2 separate regions of the Pan troglodytes genome follow, and region 1 is linked to region 2. A link is a contact called in public Hi-C data. All regions are on one chromosome and are shown on one strand. Each heading gives the region's core, a stretch centred on a gene start, on an enhancer-like site or on the middle of the called end of the contact. The rest is flanking DNA. Distances are from core to core; before and after follow the strand shown.

The links. Hi-C and Micro-C count contacts between places; a contact is called where the count stands out from the background.
Region 1: a contact with region 2 is called in a Hi-C map of stem cell-derived neural progenitor cells, with 7 times the contacts expected there. The contact joins the promoter of RGS4 here to the promoter of NUF2 in region 2. A contact is called at or near these places in 3 of 7 Hi-C or Micro-C datasets (blood, induced pluripotent stem cells and stem cell-derived neural progenitor cells), 1 of 1 datasets of contacts at active chromatin or transcription factors (stem cell-derived excitatory neurons) and 1 of 1 other capture datasets (stem cell-derived neural stem cells).

What each region holds. Positions count from the first base shown.
Region 1 is chr1:86,047,077-86,050,608 of NHGRI_mPanTro3-v2.0_pri, reverse strand. RGS4 (regulator of G protein signaling 4) reads left to right here and starts at 2,136. Exons shown (of 6, transcript XM_513957.6): 1 at 2,136-2,476; 2 at 2,736-3,012. The coding sequence starts at 2,419.
Region 2 is chr1:85,792,244-85,795,652 of NHGRI_mPanTro3-v2.0_pri, reverse strand. It overlaps NUF2 (NUF2 component of NDC80 kinetochore complex), which reads left to right and starts at 1,400. Exons shown (of 14, transcript XM_001174497.4): 1 at 1,400-1,783. It overlaps LOC134808622, which reads right to left and starts at 1,689. Exons shown (of 5, transcript XR_010151964.1): 1 at 1,193-1,689.

The sequences.
Region 1 (3,532 bases), core at 887-3,386, 250 kb before region 2:
CCATCTGATTACTCTCTAGCACATCACCTGCCCATTTTATTCATGGTACAGGTCAAAATCTGGAATCACCTGATTTGTTTATTTTCTGACTCCTTCTACTGAGATGAAAACTCTACTAGAGTGGAGATTTTGTCTGCTTGTGTCAGGTACTGCTTCGAACAGCACCTGATACAGAGTAGGTGGTCAAAAGATATTTCTTAAACAAATGAATAAATAAAAAGTAGATCTTTTGAGAGTAAAGCTCTTCCACACTACCAGAGTCATTCAGGAATGACAAATCATAGAATAACAGAATTTGATGCTTTGTGCATATCAGAGAAAGAAGGTGGAAGGTTGTCAAGGTATCATGATGTACCAGTCCTCGCCTCCTCAAACACAATCTGCAAGTCCCACAGTGAAAAAGTAAGTTAACTCATGTGAAGCGTTTTACAAACACTTTTTTAAAAGTCTTAAAACTCCTAAGAAAGCAAGATTTAATAGTCAAAGAAGTGAGTAAACATGAAATGCCTGAATAGAGTAATGAGCTAAGCACAAAGTTAGAGACATGTTAGTTAATATGTCTTGAAAGCAGCAGCTCCTGCTTTCAAGGAGCAAGAACAAATTGGGCAAGTGAACACTCCTTGAATAAAATGTGTAAAATTAATTTTGGGTTATGTTCTATACTGTGTATAATAGAATGATAAAAATTATTTGACTAGCACTTTGTAGTTTAGAAATATCTCTATTTACACAGTTTACCTTATTTGATAAGACTGTTGAGTGATAGGATAGCATGGTGGACAATCCACATAACTGAGTATCGAGACACCTGTATCTGGACCCAGCTCTGTTAGTAAGAAGCTGTAACCTCAGCAAGTCACTTTCTCTTTCTGGGTCTCTATTTCCTTTTTGGTGAAATAAGAGTGTTAGGCTAGATTGCCTTTGAAGTCCCATTTTGTCTTTAAAGTCCCATCTATTGCAGTGATTTATTTTAACTCATGACAAATCAGGCTTCTCTTATTCTAAGTGCAAGACATAAAGCTTTTATTGTGGAATTTCAGGCATCAGTAAATCTTTTTGGGTACTCACTTATGTTCCTAAAATCAATCTATTTGAGTGATCACTCTTTTAGGTGCCCAGGTAAACAAAGAAGGCCATGGTCTTTCTTTGAGTGACCTTCTTTCCCTTTTAATTAGTCTGACCTCTTTAATGTCAGTTCTGACTGATTCATTTCCCTGGTCCATCTTCCTTGGTCTGAGGGCCTCCCTAGTTTCACATTGCACTGCAGTTCCTTCCACACCACCATCAAGGATGACTGTCAACATTCATTTGTTCTATGTTATAATTCAAGGAAAAGTTGCCCAGTAGCTAATCTAATAAATGCCCTCTTATGGGTGGCTAGAGATTTTTCCTATAATTTAAATGCATCTTCTGTAGATTATGGTCCCTCCACCATTTTACATTTGTCTGCTGTCTCCTTGCTCTGCTAGTCATGGAACGTGTTGGTAGTGGGGGCAGTGTGGGATGTTCAAGGGCACGTATTGGGTAGGGCCACATATGGGCATTGCTTTGTGCCATTCTTTCTATATTTTTGGTATTTTGCATCTCACTGGAACCCAACTATTTTTCATCTCTTCCACCTAAACTATTTGATGCCTCTGTTTCTTATATATAAAGTTTAGCTCACTGTAGCCTATGATCAGGAACCCATCTGCTTTCTAAATGAAAGCTGTTTTGGTCAGATCTAGCAATTAATTCCCTTCTTCCACTTATAGCTTTCCTCTGTAACTCTGGTGTAGGTATTTGGTATATGGCTATAAGATGTGAAACACCTGAATGATTCTGTCCATGCAGGCATTTCAGTTCATGATATTGTATGTAAAAGATACTGATTGTCCAGGTGTTCAGAAACACCTATAGGGCTTAATATTCTTACAATCAGTTTGAAGGCTGGTGATACGCAAAGCAAACTACATATTTTTCTGCCTGCTCTCTCTCTTTCTCTCTACATCTCTCTTTCTTTATCTTTTGAAATATCAGTTTGGAGACTTAGAATTACATAAGACATAAACCCATTTGATATAAGAATTGCTGTGTATATTTGCTCATCTACTCCCTCCTTTGTTCCTCGAGCTGCCGGTTTAGACTTTTTACAGGACGCAGGCATGTGAAGGAGAAACCGTCAGTGCTAGGCTGAATTCTGTTGTTACCAAGATTTCTAGAAAAGTATTCCTCAGTCAGGTTGATTACAGATATAGCAAATCTATTTTTCCTAGGGTAGTTTCTGTATGCTGCCGGGCTTATAACTGTCTGTCATCCAGCTATTTCTCTCCACCTTCTTGTTTGCATAACAACCAAGGCAACTTCCGCAAATCACTGCGTGGAGACGATGATCCTGCCAGCTCCCTTTTGGAAATCGTGAGGATCAGATCTTGGACCATGTATAATATGATGCTTCTAATCCAAAAGAGGAAGGGCATTGGGAGTCAGCTCCTAAGTAAGCTCCAGAATTCCTGCTGGTACTTTTCCTTCCAGGAAGCAACTTCCTTGATATTTTTTTTTTACAGACATATGAATAAAAACTATATTTTGCAGCATTGTACACTTTTTTTCCTTTTCTAGAAATTCTAAACCTCTGACATTGGTAGAGACATTGAGTACATTTTTTCCCATATCCCTACTTTTCAGAAGGATTTTCTCTGCTCGTTCACTTAACATTGCTGATGCGTCAGTCTTTTCTTCCTCATCTCTTTCAGGGGCTGGAGAGGCAGAGGGAGACAGAGGAGCTGGTACTGCAGAGCGGTCGTCTGATTGGCTGGACGGTCGTAGCTGGGCTATAAAAGAGACTCCTACAGGCTTAGCAGGAAGACGCTCAGAGGATTCTGACAATATCTTTACCGGAGAAGAGGCAAAGTACGCTCAAAGCCGAAGCCACAGCTCCTCCTGCCGCATTTCTTTCCTGCTTGCGAATTCCAAGCTGTTAAATAAGATGTGCAAAGGGCTTGCAGGTCTGCCGGCTTCTTGCTTGAGGAGGTAAGATTGCTTTCAGCCATTAACCATATTAAACTTTTGGCTAGACTTTCTCAGTTATTTACATGTTGTACTTACTAACCTAGTTCTGTGCAATTAGAAACAGTGTGGTCAGGAGATCACGACTTTCTAACTTTCCTCCAAGACTAGCTAGATACTGTGACTTAAGACATGTGCTCCCGAAATTTCAGCCCTTATGTGTTGTTTTATGTGACCTCAGTTTTGAGAACTGTTCTGTTCTTTAAGCCAGGTCTAAGAAAGCTAGTTTTAATTAAGAAGCGAGATGAGGTTTGAGGCTATGTACAGTGATCTGTAATATCTCCATCTGTGATTACTACTGCTATTTGAGCATCCCTGGAGTACATAGAAGCCTGGCTCTGGGCTTTCTGATTGTATGCTACAACTTGTTTCAGGAAAGGTACCCCAGAATGAGGTTTGGCTCCATCATCAGAAAGGCACTATGCTTTCCGTGTGGTGGTGCAGTAACTTTCACTCTCTATGTTCTTATAAGCAAATGTTACAA
Region 2 (3,409 bases), core at 151-2,650:
TAAATAGCTCGCCTAAGTCCACCTAGGTAGTAAATGGTGTGATCAGGGATTTCAATCCAATTCCCTTTGACCGTAGAGATGTGCTCTCAGTCACTACGCTATGGTTCCCTTCCCTGCCTCTAAGGACATATAATTTGGTGGAAATTATGCACGTATCAGTAATCAATTTGATTTGGCAAGTGTCAATGAAACAGGTCTCTTTTTTCTGCTTTCCTCACTGACTCTAAAATTTTTTAAAATCTATTTTCTTAATCTCCTTTTGGGTCTTACTAGATTCCGACTTTGAGACTTACATCAGTAAATAGACATTGAAAGGAAAGACAAAAGCCCTGAACTAATGATATGAAATGTATTTTTATTTAGAATTGGTATAGACTTCACTATCAATAGGTTTAGTTCTTCAGGACAGGACAAAGCAAAGGAATTTGTGTCTACATTCAATACAACCTTTCTAGCACTTTTTTCACATAATTCAGTTCAGGTTCCCCATCCAACACACGACTGTCACCAGATGATGCTCTACTCTGTGACCAGATACAAGTCCTATTACGTCTTCTCGTGTCCCAAACCTCAATAAAACTTAATGGCTTTCTCCCCTGACAACTAGGCCTGCCATGGCTTCCTAACTTGTGTTAAATGCAGTGTTTCCACTCTTGCCAAAACAAACAAACAAAATACCATGTAAAAAAATACAGATTTCAGGGCCCCTTATCTGAAGAATGCAACTCACTCAGGAATGTGCAAATTTGGGGAACAGTTCAGAGGTGAAAAGCACTGATCGAAGAGGGAGAAGCTAAAATCAGGAGACCTGGTTTCTACTTTACAGTCCCACTTACTGTATAACTTCTAACAAATCACTTCCCTCTGAGTCCAGTTTTCATATCTGTAAAAGCGAGAGGATTTGACCAGATGAACTGTTATGTTCCTTCCACCTCTTGAAGTCGTGCTTATGAGCACAGAGTCAGAGGATGTGTGTTCATCTCCAAGCTATGCTACTTGTGAACTACTGTGCGCAGAGAACTGCATTCTCTGATTCAGAGCCCTCACCTGAGGGGATGATAGTATCTCTCCACTCTCCCTTTTCTTCCCTTTAATGAAGTCTAAATGAGATGATGCTTATAAGCATCTAACAAAACCCGGCACATAATCAATGTTCAACAAGTTATTATTACTCTGGAATTCTATAAATTACCTCTGTACTTCCTCCCTTGTCACCCTGAACTTAGTGAAGTTTCCTTCACTTGGTTTTGCTCTTCAACTCGGACCCCGAAAACGTTCTAAACGCTGGCGGAAGTCACGCTGAGCTGGGCTAGACGCTCAACCCCGGTCTCTTCCCCGAAACCGCGGTGCTCCCACTTCCTGCAGTCCGAGGTTCCGACTCGACGCCAGCTCCGCGAGCAATGGTTCCGCCCTGCGCCCTGCCCCTTCCATGACAACTCCAGTCTCACCTGCCTGGCGTCTCTTGAGCCCAACCGGCATCCGTCGGGGTTGGACGTGGGCTTGGCGGAATGGGGCGGGACTTCCAGTAGGAGGCGGCAAGTTTGAAAAGTGACGACGGTTGACGTTTGCTGATTTTTGACTTTGCTTGTAGCTGCTCGCCGAACTCGCCGTCTTCCTGTCAGCGGCCGGCACTGTAGGTGAGCGCGACAGGACGGAGGAAGGAAGCCTGCAGACAGACGCCTTCTCCATCCCAAGGCGCGGGCAGGTGCCGGGACGCTGGGCCTGGCGGTGTTTTCGTCGTGCTCAGCGGTGGGAGGAGGCGGAAGAAACCAGAGCCTGGGAGGTGAGGGGCGGGCCCATCGTTATTTTTTATTTGATTTTAGTCCCAGAAACAACCAGAGCTCAGTTCCTACTAAACTAACGGGTGTTTTCTGGTGCAGCATAGACCGAAGAAGACGAGCTTGAGCTGAAATTGTTCAATTTAGGCATACATTTATGTGTGATTTTTGGAAAGGCGGTGGTAATGTGGTTTATTTGGCTGCAGATGCTTGTCAGCTTTTTACACATCTCCGTTGCCAAACGTTTCTTAACCAAATCCAAAACCATGAATGAAAAGGCAAAAATATCACACCTAATCCAAAATTCAAAGGAAAAGAGCAGCGCATATATAGCACTACGCATGCGTAACGCGATCATTGTTCCCTTTAAAAGTTCAAGGAACGTTTTACTTAATTCATTGAAGTTGGGAGCCATTTCTGTTTATTTTTGTTTAATCTCTGCCTTGTGGAACTGTGATGTCCACAAATAGTTTATTTTAACAAAAGGAAGTGTGTAAAATTTAACAGAGTACTTTTAGTACCTACTCACTCTGCTCAGCATCGTGGTGCTGCAAATAAATGAGAAACCAGATGAGTAATTAGCGGTTAATCTTTGCTACTGGTTAGAGTATTACTGCATATATATTAAGTCATTTATATACTTTATCCCACCTAGGAGCTCAAACTATGTAGTTGGAAAGTGTCTTTCTTCATCTCTCGTTAATGAATAAATTGTAACTGAAATTGTACTTGGAAAGAATGATAGAATTTGGATATTGGAGGAGGTTCCAAAAGGAAATACTGGAAGTTTGGAAAGTTAGGAGACTAACTTGGAGCAGAAATTTCATTCAATTATTAAAGGGTTTAGAAGCCTAGCAGAAAAATTTGAATTTGATATGGTGGGTAAGGTGAGTAATTGAAGTATTTTCATACAAATATTATATGATGCGTTAAGTGTTTTTATAAGGATTAATCTGATAGCAGAGTGCCAAACATTAGAGAAGAGAGGAACGAGTGATAATAATTATGAAGATACTTTACACCTACACTTTCTATTGCAATACTCTCTAATTCAGATGCAGTTTTTTGGAAAAGTGACTTTTTCTGAAGTCTTTTTTTGGTCCAGTCCTTTTATGAACAGTTTTTAAGGCTGTGACTTAGATGAAAATGTAGAATGCATATTTATGCTGAAGGGAACATCTAATATGTGATGCATCAGAATCTGGATTCCAAAAGATCCCAGCTCTGTGGCCTGGCAAGGTGGCTCATGCTTGTATCCCAGCACTTTGGGAGGTTGAGGTGGGAGGATCACTTGAGCCCAGAAGTTCAAGACCAGACTGGGCAACATAGTGAGACCCCATCTCCACACACACACAAATTAACAGGGTGTGGTGGTGTATGCCTGCTGTAGTCCTGGCTACTTGGGAGGCTGAGGCAGGAGGATAGCTTGAGCCTGGGAGGTCGAGGCTGCAGTGAGCTGTGATTGTGCCACACTGCACTCCAGCCTGGATGACAAACTGAGACCCTGCCTCAAAGAAAAAAAAATAGACAAAAGGTCTTAGCTCTAAAAGGAAAGCTTGCAATCATGAAATTTAATGGTAGAAAGTACAAATCCTTGCTTAAGGTTCAAATAATCAATTTATACAACAAGA